Regions from separate parts of the Mus musculus genome. Here all the other regions are linked to region 1. The links are chromatin contacts, called in public Hi-C maps. All regions are on one chromosome and are shown on one strand. Each heading gives the region's core, a stretch centred on a gene start, on an enhancer-like site or on the middle of the called end of the contact. The rest is flanking DNA. Distances are from core to core; before and after follow the strand shown.

What was found. A called contact is a pair of places that touch in the nucleus more often than the background predicts.
Region 2: a Hi-C map of bone marrow-derived macrophages shows a contact between it and region 1, with 46 read pairs. The contact joins two enhancer-like sites. A contact is called at or near these places in 2 of 39 promoter capture datasets (cranial neural crest and stem cell-derived epiblast-like cells), 1 of 15 datasets of contacts at CTCF or cohesin (pro-B cells), 16 of 484 Hi-C or Micro-C datasets (the AML12 cell line, B cells, the C10 cell line and 11 more), 8 of 115 datasets of contacts at active chromatin or transcription factors (the 230-238 cell line, the HPC-7 cell line, bone marrow-derived dendritic cells and 4 more) and 3 of 9 other capture datasets (adipose tissue, liver and pancreatic islet).
Region 3: a contact with region 1 is called in a Hi-C map of bone marrow-derived macrophages, with 51 read pairs. The contact joins the promoter of Dnajb13 here to the enhancer-like site in region 1. A contact is called at or near these places in 23 of 39 promoter capture datasets (the C10 cell line, the HPC-7 cell line, HPC-7-derived erythroid cells and 14 more), 7 of 15 datasets of contacts at CTCF or cohesin (CD8 T cells, the G1E-ER4 cell line, embryonic stem cells and 4 more), 129 of 484 Hi-C or Micro-C datasets (the 63-12 cell line, the AML12 cell line, B cells and 82 more), 18 of 115 datasets of contacts at active chromatin or transcription factors (the HPC-7 cell line, astrocytes, bone marrow-derived dendritic cells and 14 more) and 5 of 9 other capture datasets (adipose tissue, embryonic stem cells, liver and 2 more).

The regions. Positions count from the first base shown.
Region 1 is chr7:100,635,220-100,639,280 of GRCm38.p6, forward strand. It overlaps Rab6a (RAB6A, member RAS oncogene family), which reads left to right. Exons shown (of 8, transcript NM_024287.4): 7 at 1,476-1,542; 8 at 4,036-4,061. Among named protein-coding and RNA genes, the nearest start is that of Plekhb1, 25 kb to the right of the region's middle. Within about 2 kb of position 2,647, at least 4 of the 459 cell types and tissues checked have an H3K27ac peak or open chromatin away from gene starts, as enhancers often do. A contact at or near this core is called in bone marrow-derived macrophages, neural progenitor cells and neural stem cells, where this site is marked.
Region 2 is chr7:100,571,644-100,576,248 of GRCm38.p6, forward strand. It overlaps Mrpl48 (mitochondrial ribosomal protein L48), which reads right to left. Exons shown (of 8, transcript NM_198831.3): 2 at 2,819-2,871. Among named protein-coding and RNA genes, the nearest start is that of Mrpl48, 9.2 kb to the right of the region's middle. Within about 2 kb of position 1,443, at least 14 of the 459 cell types and tissues checked have an H3K27ac peak or open chromatin away from gene starts, as enhancers often do. A contact at or near this core is called in bone marrow-derived macrophages, where this site is marked.
Region 3 is chr7:100,512,244-100,516,840 of GRCm38.p6, forward strand. It overlaps Dnajb13 (DnaJ heat shock protein family (Hsp40) member B13), which reads right to left and starts at 2,572. Exons shown (of 8, transcript NM_153527.2): 1 at 2,450-2,572. The coding sequence starts at 2,517.

The DNA.
Region 1 (4,061 bases), core at 1,397-3,896:
GGCAGCCTTGTTGGGAAACTTTTCATTACTGCTTCAATTTCACTTGATATGGATCTATTTAAATTGTTTATCTCATTTTGGTAAATTGGTAGATCATATGCCTCTAGAAATTTATTCATTTCTTTTAGATTTCCTATTGTAGTGGAATGCATGGTTTTTTTAGCCTAATAACTTTCGTTTCGTTGGCTCAAGTCCCAGCAACCACATGGTGGCTCACAACCATCTTTAATGAGATCTGATGCCCTCTTCTGGGTGTCTGAAGACAGCTACTGTGTACTTACATATAGTAATAAATCTTTAAAAAAACAAACAAACAAACGAGCTCTGTAGAAAGTCTCAGTAACAGAATAGATCAAAGATGGGATAGAATATTTGAGCTTGAAGGAAACAGCAATAGAAACAATAACAGCACACAAACTCACAGAAATTAAACAATGAATGGGTCCTTGAAGAAATCAAGCAATAAATAAATTTTAAAAATCCCTGGAATCAAAACACAACATATCTCTAAGTGCCTACATACCAGAGAGACTTCAAGTAAGAAATTTAATGATGTGCCTTGAGAACAAGAAACCAAATTCTACATCAGTAGAGGGGAAAAAAAGAAAACACTAAGATGGGGCAGAAATTAGTGAAAGGGGACCAGCAACAAACAATACACAGAAATACACAGAATCATCAGAACAAAGAGTGGACTTTTGTTGTTTGTTTGTTTGTTTGTTTGTTTTGAAAAGATAAGACAAACCTTTAACCAAAATGACTCACAGGAAAATCCACATTAATAAAAGTAGGGAAGAAAAGGGAGTCATTATTCTGTGGGTCTTAGAAGAAAAGGGAGTCCTTATTTTGTGGGTCTTAGATGTGCTGGAATTAGTATCGTCCATGAGGTCAGGGTGCCTGGTGTAAGCTCTGTTATTCCCTGAGTAGGATATTGACTTAAAGAGCAACTACAGCTGTTTGATTACACCACCGTGTAGAATTTACACTATCCAATTCATAATACAGTTGCCACAGATAGTATGGCGTAGACTTTGATTTTAGTAAGATTGGGGTAGGATTGGTGGAGGGCAGGTAAGGATAGGTACTGCATATTACATCAATTTGGAGTTGAGGGTTAAAAACTGAGATAGGTAAAGTGTCTGGGAGCAAAACAGTTCTCGTGCATCCTGGCATCTACTGTCTGGTGTATGTGAAAAGCAACGTTTTTCCTTGCCCTATTCCTGTTTTACTATATATAGTTTCAGATCTATTAAACATTTTATTTTTTGGTGTGCTAATGTTGGATGTATATATATTTATAATTCTACTTTTAAATTGACTTTTTATCACAATATACTAGCTGTAAGATGACAGTAACAAAACCTTACTATCAATTATTTTAAGGTCTTAACTTGCTTTCTTGATTCTGTCATCTAAGTGAGGAATAACCTATTTGCCATCCTATGGTCGTCAGCTTAATACCTCTCTTCTCACAGCTTTTCCGGCGTGTTGCTGCAGCTTTACCTGGAATGGAAAGCACACAGGACAGAAGCAGAGAAGACAGTATCCTTTTTGCTTTTTAAGACAATTTTTCTGTTGCCAAGCATAGTGGCACATGTTTTTAACCCAACACTGGGAAAGCAGAAGCAGGCAAATCTTTGAATTTGAGGCGAGCTTGGTCTGCACAGTGAATTCTAGGACAGCCAGGTCTTTGTAGAAGGATCCTGTCTCAACAAAAGCAAAAACAAACTGAGAACAAACATTGACTGTCACTACTATTTTTTGGAGCCATACTTGTGGCTTATTAGTTACCTATTGTGGGACAGAACACCAGACAAAAGGAGCTGAGAGTGGAAGGGTTTGTTTTGCCCCACTGTTTAAGGGCATGGCCCACCCACCATGGTGGGGAAGATGCAAAGCAGAGTAACTCTCTCACGATCTACGATCTTGAGGCAGCTGGTCATGGTGCTTCTGCAGTCAGGAAGAAAACATGAATGCTGGTATTCTGCTCTTTTTCTTCTTATTTAGTCCAGGACCCCAGCCCATGAAATGATGTCACCCATATCCAGTGTGGGTCTTCCCACCTTAGATCTCCTTGGAAGCACTCAGAAGCTTATCTCCTGATGTTATGAGTTTAGTCAAGTTGCCAACCAAAATTAACTGTCATAGTAGACTATTACCTTGAATGTAGAGATTGGTGTCTTGGGTGCACATAAACTCAGGAGTTCTGTAGCAAATTAGGCCTAGTTATCCAGATGGACCTGGCTTCTTACTCAGATTTTGTTGTTTGTTCACCTGCTCCTTTCCCTTTCTGTGAGGATGTGATAGGGTAGAGTTTGTTTTGTCTAATTTGGTTTTTGTCTTGAAACAGTCTTGATTTCAGCCTGGTCCCAAACATCTGACCCTTCACTGTCAGAGTACAAAGATTACATGTACCAAAAAAAAAATATTCTTAATGTGGTATTGGGAGTTTTGCCCAGGGTTTACCCAGGGTGTCTTGCCTGCAAAGCACACTGCCAACTAGGCTCAGCTTTAAGTCTCCTGCTCTCCCTTACCACCCCCCCCCCCAAAGATTGTGTACATGCATGCCCACAAAAGCCAGAAGAGGTCGGTCATAAGATCCTCTGGAGCTGGAGTTTCAGATAGTTGTGAGCCACCTAGTGTGAGTGCTTGGAACTGAACTCAGATCCTCTGAAGCTCACCAAGCCCCCTTAGCTGCTGAAACATTATCTCCTAGCTTCCTCACTTGCTGTTTAATAAGCAAAAAACTTAAAATCCCCTGTCTCCTGAAGTTGCATTTTTGTATCCCAGATTTTCCCAAACTTGGCACAAGAAATAACTCAGAATGGAACTGTATCATAGCTTCTTAGTTTAGAAAAAGGATGTAATGAAACACATTTAATGATTTCTAAGAGTTTTGATTGGTGGTTTTCATTGTATTTACCTTCTACTGTTTTCTCTTATAAAGACATTTATTAAGCTGAAGACTTCATGACACTGTAGTCAATGATTTTTATTTCTAAGTATTTATTACTTTTAATAACAGTAAGTTCTACTGAGTTAGAGTAACATTTAAAATTAAAATTTCCCCTTATTTGAGTTATTTTGTAGGATATGGTCAGATACTTACTATATATAATTCTTTAAGAAATGTCATCTTTACCCCCAATGGAGGAGCTAGAGAAAGTATCCAAGGAGCTAAAGGGATCTGCAACCCTATAGGTGGAACAACAATATGAACTAAACAGTACCCCCAGAGCTCGTGTCTCTAGCTGCATATGTATCAGAAGATGGCCTGGCCATCAGTGGAAAGAGAGGCTCATTGGTCATGCAAACTTTATATGCCCCAGTACAGGGGAACTCCAGGGCCAAAAAGTGGGAGTGGGTGAGTAGGGTAGGGGGGGGAGGGTATGGGGGACTTTTGGGATAGCATTGGAAATGTAAATGAGGAAAATACCTAGTAAAAATTTTTTTAAAAATAATAAATTAATCAGCTATTTAAAAAACAAAAAAGAAATGTCCTCTTCAGGCTGGTGAGATAGCTCAGCGAGTAAGAGCACTGACTGCTCTTCCAAAGGTCCTGAGTTCAAATCCTAGCAACCACATGGTGTCTCAAAACCACTGGTTATGAGATCTGACACTCTCTTCTGGTGTATCTGAAGATAGCTACAATGCACTTATTTATAATAATAAATAAATCTTTGGGTGGGAGCAAGCAGGGACTTACCGAGTGGAGTGACCAGAGTGAGTAGGGTTTACGGAGTGAGCAGAAGTCCTAAATTCAATTACCAACAAGCAGTTGAAGGCTCACAACCATCTGTACAGCTTCAGTGTATACTCTGAAGGTGGATCTCTGAGCTGAGGCCAACCTGGTCTGCAGTGTGAGCTCCAGGACAGCCAAGGCTATTACACAGAAACTTTGTCTTGGAAAACAAAGAGAGAGAGAATATATGACTGAATAGGTTCTGAAATCAAGTATAAGGGGCTTGTCAGAGATGTCAGAATTCAACAGTTAGACTTGTACTTTTGTATACAACTCCTTAACTTTTGTTTCAGTGATTGACATAAAACTGGAAAAGCCT
Region 2 (4,605 bases), core at 193-2,692, 65 kb before region 1:
AAAACTACGGGATGGAGAGATGCCTCAGAGGTTAAGAACACTTGTTGCTCTCACAAAGGATTCAGGTTCAGTTACTAGCACCCATATAGCAGCTCCTAACTGTCTGTAATTCCAGTTGCAGGAAATCCAATTCCCTTCTCTGGCCTCCCTGGACAAAAGGCATGCTCATGGTACACACATATATATATGCAGGCAAACTATTCACACATGTAAATTTTTTTAAAGTTCTTTCTCTTCCAGTTCCAGGTGCTGTGGGAGCCAAAGGTTACTGTGCAGGCATGGCCTAGTCTAAAAACCACACCAATCACAACCAATCTCAAAAATGGCACAGAAATGGCATCAAGAAACCCAGTCTTAAAGATATTGTTCTCTTAAGGAGGGCAACCCCCAATTCCTGAGGAACACGTGCTTTGCCAAGAAGTACACAGCAAGAAAGACCCGAAGAAGATGCAGGAAGACAATGCAGAGGCAATGAGTACACGTGCAGAGGCCCTTAAAGCCCTGGCGGTTAAGCCCATGATGCTGAAGGGCCACACCTCCAGCTAAGGCCCAGGCTTCAGCTCCAGTTCAGGCTCCCAAAGGTGTCCAGGCTCTTTTAAGGGCCCCAGGGGGCTGGGGGGGGGAGGCTTCTATCTGCCAATGTGAAGACAGATGGACTGCTCTGACACACCTACACACTATTGCAGATGGTCAGTGCCCCGTGCTGTTTTTACAAATAAACTTGAGGCAAAGGCTGTTTATAAATAGACAGATAGACAGATAGACAAACAAATAAATGTGGCTATAAGTGGGAGGTGTAGCCAGAAGGGTTGCCTAGCATGTCCAAAGTTTTGGGTTTGAGCCTCTAATACTGCAAGAACCAAGAAAAGAAGGAGAGGAGCCAACAGGAGAGGAAGGGACCTGATCTCAATCACTTAGCACTACAGGAACTCGGCAGAGGTATGAACAGGTGTTTGGAAAACAGCGAGCAAGAGGCTGTGAGTAGAACTTTAGCAGGAGATAAGGGGACAGGGAGAAAAATTAAGACTGGAAAGGTGATTCAGAGCCAGATCATGAAACTCCCATAAACTGTACTGTTTGTTTTTACCTGTGCAGGCAAAGGAAGATTTTAAGCACAGGAGTGAAATGATCAAGCCTGTGTTTTAAAAACTCAGCAGTAAGTAAGAGGTGAAATGGGAAGAGGAGAGACTGAAGCAGAACTGTGAGGCAGACACGGCGCCTGCAGTACTGGCATAGGCTCTAGGAGGGAGGAAGACAAGGACAGCCAGAGCTGGGCTGCACACAAGCAGGAGAGAGGGGGATCAGATGGCTCGAGCCCAGCTGACTAGGGAACTGGAGCATTCTAATTTCTGCCTTCTGAGAAGCTTTGAAACTAAACTGTGGTACAGACTATAGGAAAGCCAATCTGTGATGGAATGCTGACCGAACCATTTCTAATTGTGACATTAGGCAAGATGTTTGATGTCACTGTAACTCAGTTATTTCATCTCTAAAATGCAGGCAATAAGAGGTCATCTCATGGGACTGAAATGCTAGCTTAATCTGAGTCAGTTTCCTGTTCTGTAAAATGATTGCACTTGTAGTCGTTCTATAATATTTTGTGAAGGTTAGAGTTAAGATGTAAAGTGACTTGGTATCATTGCAGGTGTTTATCAAATAGTAGATAGATAATGACTGAAATACATTGAAATGGAAAGAGAATATAAAGAGAAAGGCTTCAATAAATGTGAATCAATAAAACAAAACAAAAAAAAACCCACTTAGGTTTGAAACCTAATTCTAAAATTACATACTCTATCATTTTAAAGCAATTGATCTCTCTCTCTCTCTCCCCCCTTTTTTAATGTGCATTGTGTTTGTCTGTGTGAGCCTGTCAGTTCCTTTGAAATTGGAGTTATAGACAGTGTGAGCTGTCATGTGGGTACTGAGAATTGAACCCAGGTATTCTGGAAGAGCAGCCAGTAGTCTTAACTGCTGAGCCATCTCTCTAGTCCCAGATTTCACTCTCTTTAGATGTCAGTTATTAAGTGTTGTAGGCCATGATATGGATTATAAAATTCATTTTGAGTAAGATGGTACAATTGTCTTCATTACCAACTTCTCTGAATTTAGAACTACTTGGGATACTCCTCTGATACTCTATCAAGGTGTTCCCAAAGAAGTTTAATGACCAGGAAAGACTGACCTTGAATGTGGGTGGCACTTCCCCAGGTTGAATAAAAAGAAACAAGGCCAAGCAAGGCTAGGACCAGCTTTCAGCTCTCTGCACTCTGACTGTGCTTACAGTATGACTCCTGTTCCTGAGGCCATACCTTCTCCACCATGACAGCCTGCACACTCAAACTGTAAGCCAACTATATCTGATAATAACACTAAGACTGTAGTTAATATAGTAGCTTACCATTTGAGAAATCTGAGCAGAGTAACAGTGTAATTGAATACATTTTGAAAGAATCACTCCACTTTCAGTATGAAGGAAGAAAAAGAAAACATGGAAAGAAGATGAGGAGCAGATTCCCCAGGGCTTAGCAAAACAGAAGGCAAGAAGTACGAAATGCTGTGGCTCTGTATATGTAACAGTGGAGCCAACAGTCTGTTGGTAACTGTGGAACAAGAAACATAACAGTATCAAGGGTAACTGCAAGGTTCTGAGCAAAAGGATGAACAGAATTGCCTTCTTCTGAGGATGGTGAAAGAGCAATGTGGCAGGAGCTAAAATCTGAGATCCTTTGTAGACACACAGCGGCCATACAGAAAGCTAAATCATCATGTCAGCTATGCACTTACTGTTAGCTGTGCTTGTCACTAAAATCCTTACCTTAGGAGGGAAAAGCCTTGCTTAGAAACAGTATTGGTCCACACACCCAGCACCTGCAAGAAAACAGTCAGGTGAGGACTCTCACCCTTCAGAATGCCAAGCACCCCTGTGGCTGGACTTAGCTACTTTGTCAGCTCTTCTTTTTCCCTCCCCTTACCCCCTGGTTTCACCCCTTATCACTAGATAGGAGAGAAAGGATTGGGGAGGGGGAGAGATCCTTGAAATCTAATTTCTTTGTTTCTTCTTTGCTTGTAGCTGGTCTTTGCAACTTTGTGGCTCTTCTTTTTCCCACTCTTTATCTTCCCCACCAGTTTTACTCTCCTATCACTAGATAGGAGATGAAGAAGGATAGAGGGGAGAGAGCTGGAGATCTGTGAATCTAATATCTTTCTTCTTGTTTCTTTTTTGAGCATGACTTCTAACAAACTGCAAACAACCCCCCACACACCCCCTACACACCCCTTACACACCCACACAACCACCCACCTCACCTATTGCAGTTCTAGCATTTATATACCCCCTAAAAAGTTCCCAGAATTCCAAACATCACACAACTGCAGAAACTATCTGCAGCTGGCAAAACCACACCCCTGCTAGGGCATGAGGCAAATCATAGTCAGCTGTTTCAAAGCAGCCCCATTCTTATAATATTTCTGTGTTTTTTAAAGAAACCAGAATTCTCACTACACCTTCATCTTGAGAGAGAAACCCACAGTATACAAACCAAAATGTACCAAAGTGTCCTTACCTAGCAAACAACTAGCACGCAAGCAAACCAAGGTCCTTTTTTTTTTACTCTGCTACTACAGAAAATGCTTACAAAGAACCCCTCTCCTGCAATTTTCCATCCTGCTTCCCTTTTCCAACTTGATATATATTTTTCTTAACAGGGGCTTTCTTAAATGTTCTCTAATTCTCGCACATTGCAAGATAATTTTTAGCAACTGAAGGTCAGAGAGGTCTTATTTCTAAAAAGATACAGTTAATAAGAGACTAAGAAGACTGTGTCACTCTGAAGGCTGTGCCTCTCTTACAGCTCTGACTCTCTCAATAGCAACAGTAACAATCATATTAGCACAGGTGAGAAAGGACACTAATGAGGAGGAGGCATCTGGAGTCTTTACCTCACTCTTGCCCTGCTAGGGCCCATCCGAAAAACCATTGTCCTGTCTTACTGAGGAAGAATGTGGTATATAGAAGTTCTTTTTATAAACTAGGTAACAGATTTTCTAGATGTCTGTCCTTCAGATCCCATAACACACACAGAAATTTCTGATCATCATGAGAAACAATTTCAATTCTTTTGACATGTATATGTAAAACGCTTATTATGCAAAAACATGAAGTATCTGAGAAGCTGTGCCAATCAAAAGATATATGTCTTAGCCTAAGGATATAATGATTACTAAGTGGAATGTAATATTCAGATGGATCCTGGAACAGAAAAAGAAATTAGATAAAACAAAAGAAACCTTAATAAGGTAAGGGCTTTTGTTAATAATAGTACATCAATATGGGTTTATTAATCATGCAAAATACTAGTATAATTTCCCCATGTATTTATTTATTTAAGGTAGGAGAGTATATGTGGAGGTCAGAGGACAATCTGAATAAACTGGTTCTCTATCTGAGGACAACTTAAGGAAATTGGCTTTCTATTTCTACCACACGGGTCCCAAAATCACTCAGATTGTCAGGCTTGGTGGCAAGTACCTTTACCTGCTGACATATTAACTAAAATGTTAATAATAGAGAACAGAAAAAGTGAACTCTCTGTGCTATTGACA
Region 3 (4,597 bases), core at 1,322-3,821, 120 kb before region 1:
AGTAGGAGCCAAGCTGCTTGCTGTATGGCAGCCAGGAAGGACAGACAGAGAAGTGGGAGAGGGAAGGGAGAAAAGAGAAGAAAGAGGAGTGAAGAGGAGAAAAGGGGAAACGGGGGCACAAGAGGGGAGGGAAAGAGAAGGGAAGAAAAGAGAAACACAGAGAGCAGGGGCTGGGGACAAAACATCAAAGACCAACTCCAGAGACCCCCTTCTTCTAAGTAGCCGATTCCAATATGGAAAGAATGACCCATTAATTAATCAATTGATTGAATACACTGTATCTGTCTTCAGACACACCAGAAGAGGGCATCAGATCCCGTTACAGATGGTTGTGACAGAGGACCACCTCTCCTGTTCCTCTATCCACCTCATTTATTAACACAGTCTCACGGTGACCCGGAACTCTCCAGGTAGGCTAGGCTGACTGTCCAGGCAGCCCCAGGAATTCACCATCTTTGTCCACCTCCCTAGAGCCAGGTTACAAGTGAACCACAGCTTTCTTCATGGGGGTCTGGGGCCGAGCTTGGCTCTTCTGCTGACACAGCAGCTAGTTTACTATCTGGGTATGCTGTCTCCTACTCCACATTCTCTCTCTCTCTCTCTCTCTCTCTCTCTCTCTCTCTCTCTCTCTCTCTCCTTTCTTTCTTTTAAGAGATGAGAAGCTGAGGCTCAGAAAGGTTGAGTTGCCTGAGTATGTTGTACTTGCTGTCTTGGGGGTTCCTATTGCTGTACTAAAATACTCATGACCAAAAGCAGCTTGAGGGGTTTATTGTATCTTACATGTCTGCAATCAAATCAAATCTCCCATCATCAAAGAAAGACAGAGCAGGAACTCAAGGAGGGAACCTGGAGGCAGGAGCTGATGTAGGGGCCATGGAGGGGTGCTGCTTACGGGATGACCCTCTGTGGCTTGCTCAACTTGCTTTCTTAAAGTACCCAGAACCACCAGCCCAGGGATGGCAGCACTCACAATGGGCTGGGCCGTCCCCCACCAATAACTAATTAAGAAAATGCACCTTGACCACAGGTCTGTATGGTGGGGACATAGGTTATGTCAAGTTGACATAAAACTAGCCAGCACACTTGGTCTTCTGGTAATTAGGCTAGCCTTATCTATTTGCCATGGTAATCCTTCCATTGATGAGTCCCATTGGCCACCTGATTTCTCTTGTGGTAACTTTTCAAACCCACTAGCCAGTGAGAGCCCTGAGCAGAGGATGACGTCATACACTGCACTGAATTGTTCTCAACTGTTGAAAGAGTTTTTCTGATTTCTCCCTCCCCACTGGACACCCACATCCCTCCCCTTCAGTCCACACAAGACCTGGCCCAGGGAGGAAGGGGCAGTCTCTGATTTCTGATTCCATTTGTCACATACAAGCCCCTGGGATGACAGTGGCTTTTCCTCTCAGGGTCACTGTGAGGATTAAATAAAGCAGTGATGGGAAGCTCTCAGAGCAGCACCTATATGTTCAATACAAGCATCTAGTGTACCCCAAACCTCCAGGGGCCCCAGATGCTTCCCTCTTTCTTTATACCTTTGGGGACACAACTGATTTCCAAATTCAGTGTCTCCCCTCCAGCCCACTGTGGAGTCTTAGTCCTCCTGGAAGCCTTGTCCTTTGGCTTAATTATCAGGACAGTCTCCTTAGAAGCCCTCGCCTCTCAACACAAGCTTCTGTGGCCTGGGTACGGCCTGGGTACATCTCCTTTTATAACAATACACATTCCACAACAAATGGCCTGCACTGGACCCAGCCCTAAAGATTAGTGCTCCATAAATATTTGCCCAAAACTTTCTTTCAAAGAAAAACTTTAAAAGATCAAATATTTCAGAAACAAAGCCTTATCCCTGTCCTAGATGTTCCCCTAAACACATACACACACACACACACACACACACACACACACACACACACACCTTTCCTTTTACGAACAGGGCCTTGCTATGTAGCTCAAGCTAACCACAGACTCGCTATTTGGGGATTACAGACATGTACCATCTCATCCATATCTAAACTGTCACAAAGTCCCTGAGATGTGACAGAGGTGTTCAGAGATGGAGATCAGTCAGTGACAAAAACCCATATGATGGCCAAAATGAAAACTGTAACATCCATTAGTCCAGGTCATTTCTGGTTCACACACCTGTGGTTCTTCATGAGACTCAAGATAAGGTCCAAATTGTCCTTTGTCTTCATTTCATAGCTAGAAATTCAGACATGACCCAAGAAGAGCTAAGAGGCAGGAGCATTGGACGTGGGAAGCCCACTGATGCACTTAGGTGTGTCTGAATTTCGTCTATGTCCTAACCAGCACAAAGCCAGATAGGGCATACAAGAGGAGAGAGGTGCCCCTTTCCTACTCTAAACTATGCAGGGAAACTGTTTGACTGGCATCAGGGTGGGGTTGCCTCTGCGCATGCCAGGCTAGGATCCCGCCCACTTACGCCTTCTTGATCTGGGCATCTTCTGAGTTGCGGGTGACCTGAAGCACAGCATAGTAATCCAGCCCCATGGCTGGTACCAATGGGTCTGTTTTTCCTCAGACTCCAGCCTCTGTTAGTTTGCGTTCTGTGGTTGCTCCTGACAACCACGAGTGGCACCCTGGGAATTGTAGTCTTTCCATCTTGAACAAATGGTCCTGGGGCGCTCATAACTGGTTCCGTGATCCCGAAAAAGGTCACACAGCTCAGAAACTGGAGTTCCCGAGCGCCTTTTTGCTTATTTTTTAGTACAGAAATCACCTTTAATTTAAAATATTCAGAACAAAGCCGGTTGTAGTGGTGCAACATCTTTAATCCCAGCACTCAGCAGAGGTAGTTGTGGGCTGGAGGCTAGCCTAATGTACATAATGAGTTTGTTGTGAGTCTGGGGTCGCCCAGAGATACGCCGACTCGGTTTTGGTTTTAATAAATTAGAGGCTTTTTATAATAAAGAAAAGAAAAGAGGAAAGGAAAGGAAAGGAAAAAAGGAAAAGAAAAGAGAAAAGGAAAGGAAAGGGAAAAGGAAAAGGAAAAGGAAAAAGAAGGAAAGGAAAGGAAAGGAAAGGAAAGGAAAGGAAAGGAAAGGAAAGGAAAGGAAAAAGGAAAGGAAAGGAAAGGAAAGGAAAAAGGAAAGGAAAAGAAAGAAAAAGAAAAAAACCACAAAACAAAAACAAAACTTCAGGACCAAACTAGAGAGAGTTCTCTAGGTAAGACTCTGGCTATTTTTAGACAAAGTATTATAAAGAAAAGGTTCACAAAGTTATAATTTTGGGAGCCAAATGAACTCATATCGTGTCTGTGTGTGGTCAAGGTTTGGTTTTGTAGCAGCCATGCAACAGGTGCCTCAGCCATCCAAGCAAGCTGGCGTTTCACATAACAGCAGTTAGCCTGTTTAATCTTGTGACCCAAACCTTGTATGAGTAGCAGAGCCAGTGAAATGTTTCGTAACAATCAGCAATTTTTAAACAATAGTCCACCTGTACCAGGAAGTGGTCCATCTCAGGCCTGCTCACCTGGCACATCAGGTAGGGGCAACTTCCTTATGGCTTATACAAGTTAAAAACAATTTTGTTTCTACAAGCCTAGCACAGTAAATTTATCCTCTAAACATACTGTTCACTATCACAGGTTTCAGGACAGCTAAAGCTACATAGTGAGAACTTGTCTCTCTTAAAAGTGTTTGTTGTTTTGTTTTGTTTTTTGAGAACGAGTTGAGTATGGTGTAAGACCAGCCTTGGCTATGTACTTTATAAATACTTGAATAAGTACTTTTTTTTCTAAAAAACAAATGTATTTGGCTGATTATTTATTTAGGTTTTTGGTTTTTCAAGACAGGATTTCTCTGGGTGTCCCAGAACTCACTCTGTAGACCAGGCTGGCCTCAAATTCAGAGATCTGCCTGCCTTTGCCTCCCAAGTGCTGGGAATAAAGGTGTGCGCCACCACTGTCCAGCTCTGGTTTTTTTTAATTGAAGGATAGTTTTATATTTTTAGAAAAACGAAATTAAAATGTTCTCATCTTCCCTCCACCCAATTTCCCTGTTAGTGTGTGCCATTAGTGTGCTACATTAACTGCTAGACAGCAGTTAAGAGCAGATGCTTACACAGGACAGAGGCAGCCCTGAGCTCTGTCCCAGCACCCACACTGGGCAGCTCACACCAGCCAGGAACTCCAGCCCCAGTGGATCAGACACCCTCTTCGGCCTTCTGTGCTCACCTGTCCTCACCAGCACATAGCCACCCAGAGACATCCACACATACGCATACCGAAAATAAAATCTTAATTAAAAAAAAACTAAAAAAAGTGATACAATTGTCATAAATATGAATAATATCAATGTCCTCCCTCTCCCTCCCTCCCTCTTCCTCTTCCTCTCTCTCTCTCTCCCTCTCTCTTCCTTTCCATGTGTGTGCAGATGTGAGTGCATGTGTGTGCATACTAGAGGGCAGAGATTGACATTGGATGCCTTCCTCAGTTGCCCACTTTGTTTTTTAATTAATTTTTCAAGACAGGGTTTCTCTGTGTAGTCCTGGCTGTCTTGGAACTTGCTCTGTAGACCAGGCTGGCCTCAAACTTATAGAGATTCATGGGCCTCTGCCTTCCAAGTGCTAG